Regions from separate parts of the Anas platyrhynchos genome. Here region 2 is linked to region 1. A link is a contact called in public Hi-C data. All regions are on one chromosome and are shown on one strand. Each heading gives the region's core, a stretch centred on a gene start, on an enhancer-like site or on the middle of the called end of the contact. The rest is flanking DNA. Distances are from core to core; before and after follow the strand shown. Region 1 overlaps KIAA1217 (KIAA1217 ortholog). Region 2 overlaps KIAA1217 (KIAA1217 ortholog).

Evidence for each region. Hi-C and Micro-C count contacts between places; a contact is called where the count stands out from the background.
Region 2: a Hi-C map of subcutaneous adipose tissue shows a contact between it and region 1, with 2.2 times the contacts expected there. The contact joins two enhancer-like sites. A contact is called at or near these places in 4 of 8 Hi-C or Micro-C datasets (liver, skeletal muscle and subcutaneous adipose tissue).

What each region holds. Positions count from the first base shown.
Region 1 is chr2:141,406,795-141,412,984 of IASCAAS_PekinDuck_T2T, reverse strand. It overlaps KIAA1217 (KIAA1217 ortholog), which reads right to left. Exons shown (of 21, transcript XM_038174602.2): 4 at 2,713-2,908. Among named protein-coding and RNA genes, the nearest start is that of ARHGAP21, 220 kb to the left of the region's middle. Within about 2 kb of position 2,879, at least 2 of the 8 cell types and tissues checked have an H3K27ac peak or open chromatin away from gene starts, as enhancers often do. A contact at or near this core is called in subcutaneous adipose tissue, where this site is marked.
Region 2 is chr2:141,481,960-141,488,149 of IASCAAS_PekinDuck_T2T, reverse strand. It overlaps KIAA1217 (KIAA1217 ortholog), which reads right to left. Exons shown (of 21, transcript XM_038174602.2): 12 at 1,259-1,389; 13 at 867-1,014. Among named protein-coding and RNA genes, the nearest start is that of ARHGAP21, 150 kb to the left of the region's middle. Within about 2 kb of position 3,064, at least 1 of the 8 cell types and tissues checked has an H3K27ac peak or open chromatin away from gene starts, as enhancers often do. A contact at or near this core is called in subcutaneous adipose tissue, where this site is marked.

The DNA of each region.
Region 1 (6,190 bases), core at 1,630-4,129:
AACAATTTGGAACTGACAGATTGTGGGGTGGTGACAGTGTATTACCTCCTATTTGGCTAGTGTGATGATCCCTTAAGCCACACACATAGCTGTGACCCCTCCTGTAACACAAGGGGGGAAAGTCTTATTTTGTTCCAGTTTCAAAATCTAAAAACTCTCCACTCAAATGTTTCATATTACATTCTTTCACTTTTTTTTTTTTTTTTTTTCCCTGTTTGCATTTTGTCTGCTTGTGTTGGGATAAGCCAGAATCTTGTCTCTAGTGTAGGAAAGACGGGCTGAGATGGGATGACTTTCATGGTCTGAAATCATGGTCATTATATAAACCTGTACTCCTTCACGTGACAATGCTCTGTATGGGCCTGGACAACACAATTTAGTATATGCAATAGATGTTAAGAATGGATTACTTAACAGCGAGCTTCTGCAGCTCAGGTCCTTTCATCCTAGCAAAAAGATATTGTCCAACCATAATAAATTCAAGGAAGGTTAGCAATGATTATCAAATGTACGGGATGGTTTCCAGGTGAGGAACACATGATTACAGCAGCAGTTCCTAGCCCGGAGAAGAGATGACCTGAGGGAAATGAGAGAGGCCTACAAAATCAGAGATGGCCTGAGGGAGCAGATAGGGATCTAATGTTTGCTGTCACTTCCAGCACAAGGACAAGGATGCATGACATGAGTTTAAAGCAGATAAGCAAGTACAAAACAAAGAAAAAGAATAGCAATTGTTGGGCAGTAAACCAACTAAACTTACTGCCAAAGTCAGGGCTGCACTGTTGTGGATGCAAAAAAATTACGTGGGTTCAAAGGGAGACTGAACAAATACCTGGAGGAGACATCTCTTGATGGTTATTATATAGACAGAAATCACAACCAGGAAATCCCTATGCTGAAGATAGCTTGAGGCTGGGAGAGTAGTCAAAGGAAGGAGCGTACCTACGCATACTTATCCCTCTTCTTACTCTTGCCTTGACTAGCTGCCTATGGTCCTCACTGGGAACAAAATGCAGGGCCTGGTGAACTCTTGGTCTAACCCAGTATGTCCCTTCTTATGTTCCTATCACCTTATTCATACTGAGGAGCACGTAAGCATATTGTCTTTTCAGAAGACCAGTGTCGGATGTACATACTGACGATAAAAACCTTTTTTCCAGTTCAGCATCTGGGGGAGAAAACACTGCAAAAAGCAGGCCACAGTCTTTGATGTCAGTGAAAAGCTCTCCAAAAGCTGTTTACCAATTCTTGGTTTGCATCTGAAACAGAATTTCAGAGCCTGAGGTATTCTACGTGGCCTGAGGATGGACACACGTGCATGCACCAGGTCCTGGTACCGATGAAATGATGCTAACTGCCTGCTGAAACCCACGTGGTGAGGCTGGACTGTGAGTCGCACAGAGACCTGCCAAGTCTCAATCTGCTTCACATCACCATGAAGTACAGGTTTTCCAGTAATCCTTAGTGTGACATGTGGCCTGCTGTGGACTCCCTAGCCAGCAGTGACATATAGGCAGCGATGAATCCTCTGCATGTATATTAGACATGCTGTGAGCTTGCTCTTAAAAACACCTCTTAACTAAAAAGTATTGTACAGGTTGGACAAAATGTTGGTGGTCCAATGGGCTTTGGGAGGGCACCAGTACCACCCCCTGAGCTGACATGGGCAGAGCCTGGCCCCTCTCCACACCCTGCTGCTCTGCCCTCCTCCCCGACATCCCGCCCTGGTTTCTGCTCATTTGTTGTGTTAGTCATGATGCTCTTGACAGAAACTGTCTTAGCCTGTTGAGGAATAAGTAAAGCACCATGATAAGCTTACACACACGGTGTGATTTACAGCCCAGGCTTTGGTTTATGTCACTCTCTCTGTCGGAAGAGTCTCCAGGAAAGCAGCATTTCAGTTTATTGCCTCTGAGAAGAAACATGCCTTCCTCAGCAATCCGCACGCAAGTTACGCTGTCTCCTCACCGTGGCTTAACTGCCCTCTGGTGTCTTCCCTCAAAAAAACAGCCTGCTCCATCCATCAGCTAGAGCAGTCACAGCAACCACTGTTAGCAGAGGAGCTCCAGCTCACAACTGGGCTCTGTTCGCCCTCAGATACAGGAATAAAAAAGGAGGCATCTGAGTGGCGGCAGCAGAGCTGCACAGCTGAATTTCTGTATCATTCATGTCCCCACAGAGGTGGAAGAGCGCTGCCCTGAAGAAAAGGGCATTTCCATCAGCCTATCTGTTCAAATCCTCCTGTACAAATACCAAATCTTTTCTCTAAGAACTGGATCTGTCAGGCAATGATATCTCTAGGTTGCTTCCAACTAGGTCTACCTTTGAAGAAGCAATGAAGTGACAAAGCCCTTATCTCCTGTCTGAAAATGAGGGCACAGGCCTGTACCAAGTCTGCTGCCACATAGTATGCAGGCTTGGCAAAAAGGATTTGTAATACTGGTTTCAACTGTCAGCATTTCATGTCAGGGTCCGCATCTTTCTCCTTGTTTATCTTGTTCCCAGCACACTTTCAGATACTATGAAAATAATTTCACCGTTCCCCCAGGTTAGCCAGTACACCATACTGAGCTCATTTCTGAAACGTACCTTGACATTAAAAATAAAATGCTACCTTTTTTAAACCTCAAACTATTTAAAAATTACTTTGAATGTGCAAAGGGAGAGCATGGGCTCAGACGAGAGAGGAGAGGGACTGAAGCAGGGTCTTACCCAGTGATCTCTCCTTGGTTTGGTTTGCTGACCGCACGACGGGAAGGCTCGCCCGCGTGCGGCTGCCCCTCGAAAAGGGAGTCGGAGAATCACCCTCAGACATGGCCTCTAAGGAATCGGCAGACGCTTCAGATAGGTGCTCTGTCTGGTCACCCAAATTGGGCTGTGGGCTCTGCGACGGCTTTGGGCTTCTTGTCTGCAAAACAGAGCATTGCGTTATTGGTCAACTGGACCTAGAATATTTGGGGAAAATAACAAGAACAACCAAACAAAAAACAAAGAGAAGGAGGAAGAATTCCAAACTTCTTCAAATACTGGTATGCTGAAGGTCACTTCTGTGTAGATTATTTAAGAAAACGGTGTCCGTGGGTATTCTGTTAAGGTTTTTATTGTTATACATTCACGTTGCAAATTTTATTGCTAACAAGGCCCTCAGGACAAGAAGTGCTGAAGAGACATATGGTAATGCCATTCCTTGCTGCTCAAACAACTACTACAGCATAGACATGTCTACACACACACACACGTGCGCTTACTGAACATGTAAGATCAGAAAGGTTTTCATTGTGCTTTCTTAAATTTGCATTTAAACCCTCAGTGTATGGAAGTACGAAGAGGACACTAGTAGCACAGTAGCATGTCAATGTCATTTAAACCATTTGCAGTTAAAGTTATAACAGAGAAAACCTAAAACACTACTCTTATGTTGATAAGTCTACCAAGAAAAACACTCCACAAAGAAATTGTGTGATGCAGCAGTCATAAGCTATTAATCTCAATATATTCTGCTGTGATGTCTATGTAAGGTAGAGGTCATGCAGCAAGGCCAGATTAACCATCCAACATTTCTACCCAAATTCATAAATAATTATTTTGTTTTTTGTTGCATCAGCAAAAATCAGAAATGTCTTCATTAACTGACCAAATTAACTACGATTTTTACTGGGCAATCACATTACTAAATTGCTAAACACAGTATCCAAAAAAAGCAGACTCTCTCATAGGAGAGACAGGGTTTCTTCTGGGCATTTCTACTGACTCTCTATTACTGTAAGATATGTGTAATAAAAACGCATTCAATAGGAGATACAATGTACTTAACAATTTTTGCTGACTATAAGTGATATTGTAAGTGCCTTCTACAAGGAGAGGTTGCATGAAGAAATATACTTAGTAATGTTTGCTCTGTTCAGTGAAACTCCCTCCACCAGATTTAATATTACCCTAGAAGAATAATTTTCCAGTCTCTCAAGCAAACTCTCTATCACTACAAACTAGAACAGACATTGTACAAGCAGAAATTCAAAGCAAAGCAAGCTCATTCTGTCCCAAAAGTAGTATGCAAATACGAACTTTATAAAGGCCTATAATCAGTACCAGGCACAAGATGTCATAAAATGCTTATGCTTTTCTTTTCCCTATCATTTAAGGTCAGATGTTAGTATATTAAACATCCTCTGTATTAAAATCAACTTCAACTCTAGATTTGAAGATGCTGGCAAGATCCAGAAATGTTTTTGCCTCTTTCTAAAAAGCCAAGATGACATATCTTGCTGACATCTGGTTCCTTCAGTGTTTTTTTTTTTAAGTGAGATGAGGTGAGCTTGTTTCAGCAATAGCACAGATTACATAATATTCCCTGTGTGACTTTGAACGTATGAAGAACTTTAGCTTTTATTAGATTTTCATTAGCTGGCTATTGAAGCTTGTTGTTGCCAAGTTGTCCAGTTGCTCACAAACTATAATAAATTAGAAATACCTCAAGAGAAAGCTAAATCCTCCAGAACTTTTCACTTCTCAAATGTTAATAATAAAATATTAGGTATTATCCAATGTCCCGCAGTGAAGTTATTCAAGAGCACTGAATTTTTGCAGGAGTTAAAGCTAACAACATTTGTTCTCAGTAAACTAAAGTATGCTTTGAAGTGCCTCTTCCACGGTCAGCACTAGTCTGCAGGTTGTAAATACAGGGACTTGTGCCTGAAAGCTTACAGAGGTGACAAATGACTTGCAAACACAGAGAAAGAATTTGATTACTCAGTATTTCTTCATTCAACTTTCCAAAATGGCTTGGGAACCATCACTGCTGAAATATTTCATTTACACAGGCATACCACAGGAGTACAACCAAGTCAGGTCATTACAGCTTCCTCACTCCTTGTACTACTAACAACTTATCTGTGTGTACCCATTAATAGAAAGTTACAAGGCATATCAGAATGCTCACTTTATAGAAAGCCATAACTAAAAAATAAAACTGGATTGAAAAAAAAAAAAATCAACCTGCAAAAGATTGTTATATTTAGAATTTGTTGGGAAGGGGATTATTTTTGTTTCTTTAAGAAAAAATATTCTCAGAATATGAATCAAGCCTATTTTGCCTTGCTTTCTTTTTTTTTTTCTTTCAGTTGAATCCTCACATGCCATCTGAGACATGCAGTTGCATACTGCATATAGTTTATCCAAAAATATGAACAGGTGCATATTTTAGCAGTTAGGGAATACTCCATTACCATAAGCAACTAGACACAATCTCAGCTGTGCAGTTGACCAGTGTTACCTGCCAATGCACAGGTGGAGACAACTTCAGCAATGCTATGTTTCTTTGGTTGTCCCTGGGGCAGTTCTTTAGGACCTAACATATGGCATCTCACCCTCCTGGGCTGAAAAAAAAAGCACCACTTTTCAGCAGTACTCATTCCACAGCCCCAAAACTGCAACACCATGAGGTGAATTGGACCCCACCAAAGCAAGGCAGAGGCACATCATGGGTTCTGCTCAGACATGAAGCTCAGACCTCCTCTTAACATGGCATAAATCCATACTATTTCCATGTTTGAAAGTGGAGTTGCATAAATGTAAAACCAATGCAAGCTATTATTGTGATCTACCTATATACAAACACCCGTTGTGAAAGGTTACAAGCTATTTCTCATGCTCAGCTCATGTAACTATTGTATTTCAGGTGTAATTCTGAATTTTAAACAGATTTAAAAAAAAAATCGTCAAACAATAACAACAGGGGTTATTCAAATAACACGGATATGAGTATGTATTTGATAAGAAATCAATTTTATTCTTGGCAGCGAGCACTAGGCTTAATGCTACTTAATAAGCAAGCACATTCCTAGTCAGCATTTCTTAACCAGCCCATGAAGTGGGGAGAGGACAAGCAACGTTTATGGAGCCATAAAGTGCAAGGACTTGTAAAGATAGCTGCAGAAAGAGGGGCAGAAACATTCACCATTACCCAGACCTTGTAGGGAGGGGTGCAATTCGCCTTGTTGACACCAAAATCAAATAAATAAGACAGATGACACAAAGAAGTACTTACTAAATCATACCTTATATATTTTCCCATATGTTTAAATATGTTCACAAACAAAATTTAAAAAAAAAAATCAAAAACAGTATTTCAGAAGTGTCCCTTTAGTCATTTTGGGGTAACTAGTGTGCAGTATAAGCATTTGCAAAATAA
Region 2 (6,190 bases), core at 1,815-4,314, 75 kb before region 1:
TGGTGGCTCTGAGAAGGCCTGTTACATAAACCAGTTTGTCCTTCTGCCAGTACTGGCAAATTCATTTTATATATGCTCCAGAATATATGGGAACAGTGTCAACCCTACATTCCTTAGAATAATGGTAGCAACAATATATTTATGACTTGGATTTGCTTGTAATGGAAGCAAAATTGAGACCACGACCATTGACAGTTTGGCCTAATTCATTGAGTTTTGAGTGGGGATTAAATCCAGTATCTATTGCCTCATATAATTCAGCAGTTGTCTGCTGCTGATATATTCTGACAAACATAGCTAAACACTGGCACTTAGTGGACACACATTTTATCTAATATTTGAACTTTCTCTAAAGTATCTTGCAAACAAAACAAAAACAAAAAAAAACAAAAAACAGAATAAAGAATTTGAATGGATAACCACTCACATTGAAAATATTTGTTTCTTACAGAAGGTTCTTTATCCACTTCAAATCTTTCCCTGTTATTTCTTACTGTTAGATTTTTGGGGATGCACATTTCAGTGTCAGAGAATATTTCTATTGACTTAGATTGCTGTAAATGCCTACAGCTAATTAACTCACATACGGGACTGGTGACATTCTGTAAGCTTTCTCATCAAGGTACTTCCCAAATCTGGAAGCTAGTTTCAATCATAAGCTCTGGACAACTGAGACTGTTGGTCAGAAGAGAACCACTGCACAGAGCACAGGAAAAGATAATCTGATTTTCCTTGAGAAGGCTCTAGAAAGGATCCATAAAATACTGCAAACAAGTTACATATCCCTATATTCCTTGGGGAGAGGGGGAGAACACAAACCCAAAATGCTTGAGGAAATTTTTTAGCTTGAAGAAAAAAAAAATCACCTCCTGAGCATTGTAAGGATATCCGTCATGCTGCGCACACGTTTCAATAAGCTGTCTAGCTTGTGTGGCTCTTCCTTTAGGAACCTCACGGCTTCTACCTCAATGCGGAGGATTGCACGCATTTTATTCTGCAACGTCGGGAACTCTCCTGCAAAGACAACAACTATGAGGCTCAAGAGGAAATCATAAAAGCCCTGGGGAAAAACAGATGACAGGATGAATGTTAAACAGTTGACTGTCAGCCTCTTTTCAGGGGCCATGCAACAAGCCCTTTAATCCTGACTTTAAATATATTGGAAGTGAAAGTTTATGCCTTCAGATCAAAGGCAAAATTGCTTTCAGCCACTGTGGTCAAAAGAGAATAACCGAAAGGAAAAAGGACGAGTACATACCTTTAAGGGTGGCAACAGCTTCTCCCACTTGCCTTAAAAGAAAGGCTCCATCTTCAACATCTTTCAGTGTCACTGTCTTGTTGGAAGCAGTGGAGTCTCTCTTTAGGTCCTCAACAAATCCCTCCAGCTCACTGGCAAAACAAAAAGTGAACATGAAATGTAAGAAGGACTTTCACATTACAATCAAATATATGTAAATGAATGGACTGTATCAGAAACCTCAACTGTGGCATCTTTAAAGCTGATACCACAGGATTAAAGAAAACAGCAGGGTACCAGGAGGGGACATGAGGCTGCTGCACACTCATGCCCACAGCACAGGACCAGGCTCGTAACCAGCCCCAGTCATTGATTTCTCTGATGCTGCAAATGTGCAGAGCAGCTGTGCTACAAAGGGCAGATGGTGTGGTGAAACACATCCAGCAGCCAGCCCTCTGGGAATGCCAATCCTAGCAGAAGGGTACATAGATGCTATACCATAACATCCAGCACAGGTTTGCACCTTATATTTTCTCGCTGCTAATAACATGCAAAAGAATGCACAACAGCAAAGTGACAGCCCAAAAACTGGCACTCACAACCCCTTGGTGCAGAACTGTTTATCTGACCGTCTGTTCTAGACAGGATACAGCGTCCTGTTTCCACAAATAGCCAGAATGAAACAACAAGTGTGCATTGTATGCAGCTCTTGGTCAGCGTTTGGACTAACAAATGGATCACAGAGGCTGCTTTCCAACAAGTGCTGTCCCACGCTTCCTCAGGCTTCATCTGGTGCTTCCTCAACATCTTTCATGATACCTTGTCCAGTACTTCCTTGCTTCACATAAATTTTCACAATCATTTACACACTTTATTTATTTATTTTTTTTTGAGGGACACAGGTTTTTTCCTTATAAGGTTGAGACCAGGTTGTTTTAGCTGGAGTTTCCACCCAGAAAAAATTCTCTCAACAAATCTCTTTAAAAATACCTGCAGTGCATTATACACAACTAGACAAAAACCAGAACAAATACCTATGCGAATACCTCATAAGAACCATCTCTTAAAAATTGTTTTAAAAGAAATCTGCCTCGATTGAGATACCAAATTCACTAACAGGAGTATTCTGAAAGTAGTTTAACTGCATGTTAAAAAACAATGCAAAGTAGGCTCTGAGCTGACAGTCAGGTGCCATTTTAACCTAATTTTGTGCCTCATTTCTCCCATCCACTCAGGTAGAAATTTTGCAGTTGCTGTAAGGGAACAAAGGTATGGGCTGATTGCCTGGAAAGAGGTAGGAAAAGACCGCCACACATTTCTCTTGGGCTAGCACAGCCATGCAATTCCAGCAGAAAATTACTCATTTTCATTCAGGCCACTTCCTAGATCCATCTCAGTGGCTAGGCAATATGAAGAGGAAAAGAGAGGAGTAGGTGGCCAGTAACAGGAGAAAAGCCGTTGCAGCACCACTCTGCATTAGGTCATTGAAAGGGGAAACACAGTCACACAGAACAATAAAGGACCATACAGTAGTACTTCTGATGCACAGAGAAACCGAAGTAGTATCAGGATCTGAACACTAAATTAATACAGCAAATAATTCATTTCACTCCAAAGCCAAGGAACTTGAGAACTTATCAAACAATTCAGAGTTAAGAATCACAAGTTGCTTCTGAACAGACCACAAACATAAGTGGGGTTAAGTGATGCTCCTCCCGTTTTAAGATCACTTCTCCCAAAGACTCTGCCTTGAGAAATACAGCGTCACCATTTCCAAATAGCAGAAGTGTACATTTAGGAAACAATTCAAGGGACCACACGATGGCAGCAAGGCAACATTACTCGGGATATTTTTGCAGTGGAAGAGGCTGCAATAACGCAGGCATCCGCTGTCCCCGTGTCTGCCTCTGCTATAAAGAAGGGTGCAGATATAAACTGGGAAGGAGCTGGGAAAAGAGAGAGCTCTCCATCACTCACTGCAGTGCAAAGGCTCCTGCCCCCCAGAATGATGCCCTACAGTCATGCATCCTCCCCATCCTTTACACCCTGATAGCAGTGCTCAGGACAAAGCAGCGCTACTTCATGAATCATAGGGTGAGCCCCTCTCCCCTCTTTTGTAGAGCACAAGTGGAAAAACAGCTTCTCAGATGTTTGCATCCACCAGGCAATGAAAAAGGCAAGGGGAGAAGCTTAAGTTCATTCACAGGTGAAAAGAAGAGAAATGAACCAAGAACAATACTGGGATGTTTTGGTAGGCTTATAAACTGGTGGAAATACAGGGATAAAGGAAAGACTTCCAGCTAGAAGACAACGTCTTTCTTTCCGTTTTCTTTGAGCAAAAATGGAAAGGATCACCTTAAAAACCTTCAGTTCCATGCAGTGATACTATCAAACAGGACAACTGATCCTGAATTGCTCAGGGGATACCGTATTACACTGCCTCAGGTTGCTAGCTACAAGGGAAAAGAAACCTCAGCCCTCAGGAGCCAAAGATTTAAACAGATGAAGCAGTCTCCAGTGTTTCTTTTATGTAACTGGGAAAACAACTTGGCTTTATAGATTTGTTTGAGCAAACCCAATTAACAAGACAGTCACCTTAAAGCAGTCTCTGAAGGCTAATACAAGATAAATGATTTTCCTGCAACTATGTTTTACAGAGAGAAGCTAAGACAAGCTTTTATGCTGAGATCTTTCTTTAGGCAAAAAATAAAAATAAAAATAATCAGAGGATCTGTCTCAGATTGCAGTATCAGTAGGGCAGGTTACAAAACAAACTGACAAAAAGAATGGCAACAAGTCACCCAGACCAGATGGTATTTGCCCTGGAGTTCAACAGCAACTCAAGGATGAAACAGTCAAACTATTAATGCTAAGCATCTAACTTCTTCATTAAAATTGCTTTGGCACCAGAGTAGTGGAAAGTGTCACAGGTGATAAAAATAACTTTTTAAAAAGGAGGTGGGGCTACACAAGGGTCTGTGCTCTGGTGAGATTGACATCCAAACCGGTGCAATTGATAGATACCATAACAAAGAATAAACAATAAAGCAACAGCGCACCCAGGGATGAATATATTGTGTTAACATGACTTGAGTAAAGAGAAGGTCTCTCAAATCCAGATGGTGCTTTAAAGGAAACAGCAAAAGCATAGGGAAAAACTACAGCCCAAAAGGTTTTCAGCTAGGTATCTAAGTAAAAGCTCTTAAGAAAGAAAAGTTGCCTCAGGACAAAGAGCGGAGGGAAAATTCTCTCATGGATAAAGTAATGGAAGTAAAGAGAAGGGATCAATGAACAGCTTACTCGATGAATGGAGCTTGCTGGTGGGTTCCATAGGGATCTGTGATAGGGCTGGTGCTTTTCAACATACTATAAATGATTTAGAAAAGAGGATGAATAGTATAGTCAAAAAAATCTCCAAAGGATATTAAATTATTCAGGGGAATGAAAATGAAAGCTGACTGCAGACGGCTGCAGATGGACCTTCTGAATCTAATTGACCAGGAAGAAAACCAAATATCAAAGTCACTCCTAATAAATGTACAGTAATTCTCGTGATATAAAGAAAAACAAAACCAAGCAAACAAACCACCATCACCCCCCCAAAACAAAAACAAAAACAACAACAAAAAACTAAACCCAACAACCTCCTGAAGTTTTTATACATAATCATAATCTTTGAACTGCTAATCAGTCCTCATAAATGTGATGTTGGGTTTGGAATGGAAAGCTCGGATGGACCATGAGGACAGGAAGACCATCACCATGCCACTGCATGAAACCATGGCATACCCCCATCAGCTACAGCCTGTGCAGGGCTCTTCTCTCTCCCCGCCCCCATCTCACAGATGTACTCTGGAGTTAGAAAGGACACAGAAAAAGACAATGGGATGAGGAAATGTATAGAATATCTGCTACATGGGAAGTAACTATGCAAACCAAGACTTTACAGGCTGGAAAAGACACGATCAGGGTAAGGGTGTGGGGAGAGTTCATGACATCATGACTAGAATGGAGTTGGTGAATATTCTGCCTTGCATAATTTAAGAGTTTGGGAGTTGAATGACAGATGGTAGATTTAAAAAAATAAAAATAAAAAAGAGATTTGTTACTCTATAGAACTCCTTGAACCTGAAAGCTGTACACAGCAAAAATTACATAAACTTAAAAAATGCTTAAGTTCATAAAAGGTAAACAATCCATGTAGAGCTTTTGGATATGAGATGCCATCTCTGACTTGAAAACCCCCTGAGCTACAAGTCACTGAAAACAAGGAGATACACTCTGAGCATGTTGCCAGTTTCTTATATTTCTTCCCAAGTATGCGGTACTAGTGGCTATCTGAGCATAGTTATTTTTACAAAAATGACTGATATTTTTCTTAACAATAATATAAATTATAAGTTACTACAGAACCTCTCAGGCAGTTCAAAGATGACTGTAATTTAAATGCTCTGCTTTAAAAAAACACCTTCTATAAAAGTGCTTATAACAATCTACAACATAATAAACTACTGATAACTGTAAAATGTTCCTAATAATATAAATACTTGATTAGTCAATATGTCATATTGTCACAATTTGCCCTTGGTCTGGTAAGTTTTAAGGCTAGTGTCTGCAACCCAGGAAGTATAATATATAACATTTCTAATGCGGGCTGAAAAGACTGGATAGAAAAAAAACTACTCAGTTAATTCTGAGTGTATGTTTCACTGTTACACGTGTATAAACACTGTGTTTAACAGGGTTCCTTGTTTTTCTTTAGATAACTCTGAGCTGTAATCCTGCTGCAACTGACACATGGACGCATTTCTGTAGGCACCATCACGAATAGCTGCAAAACAGAAAACTTGCTCTAAAGTGTGCATAGACAGCTCTGCAGTTTACAGCATGAAACCAGCAATTTATTTATTTATTTATTTTAAATTTCCCATTGATAATTTTCAGAATTGCAAA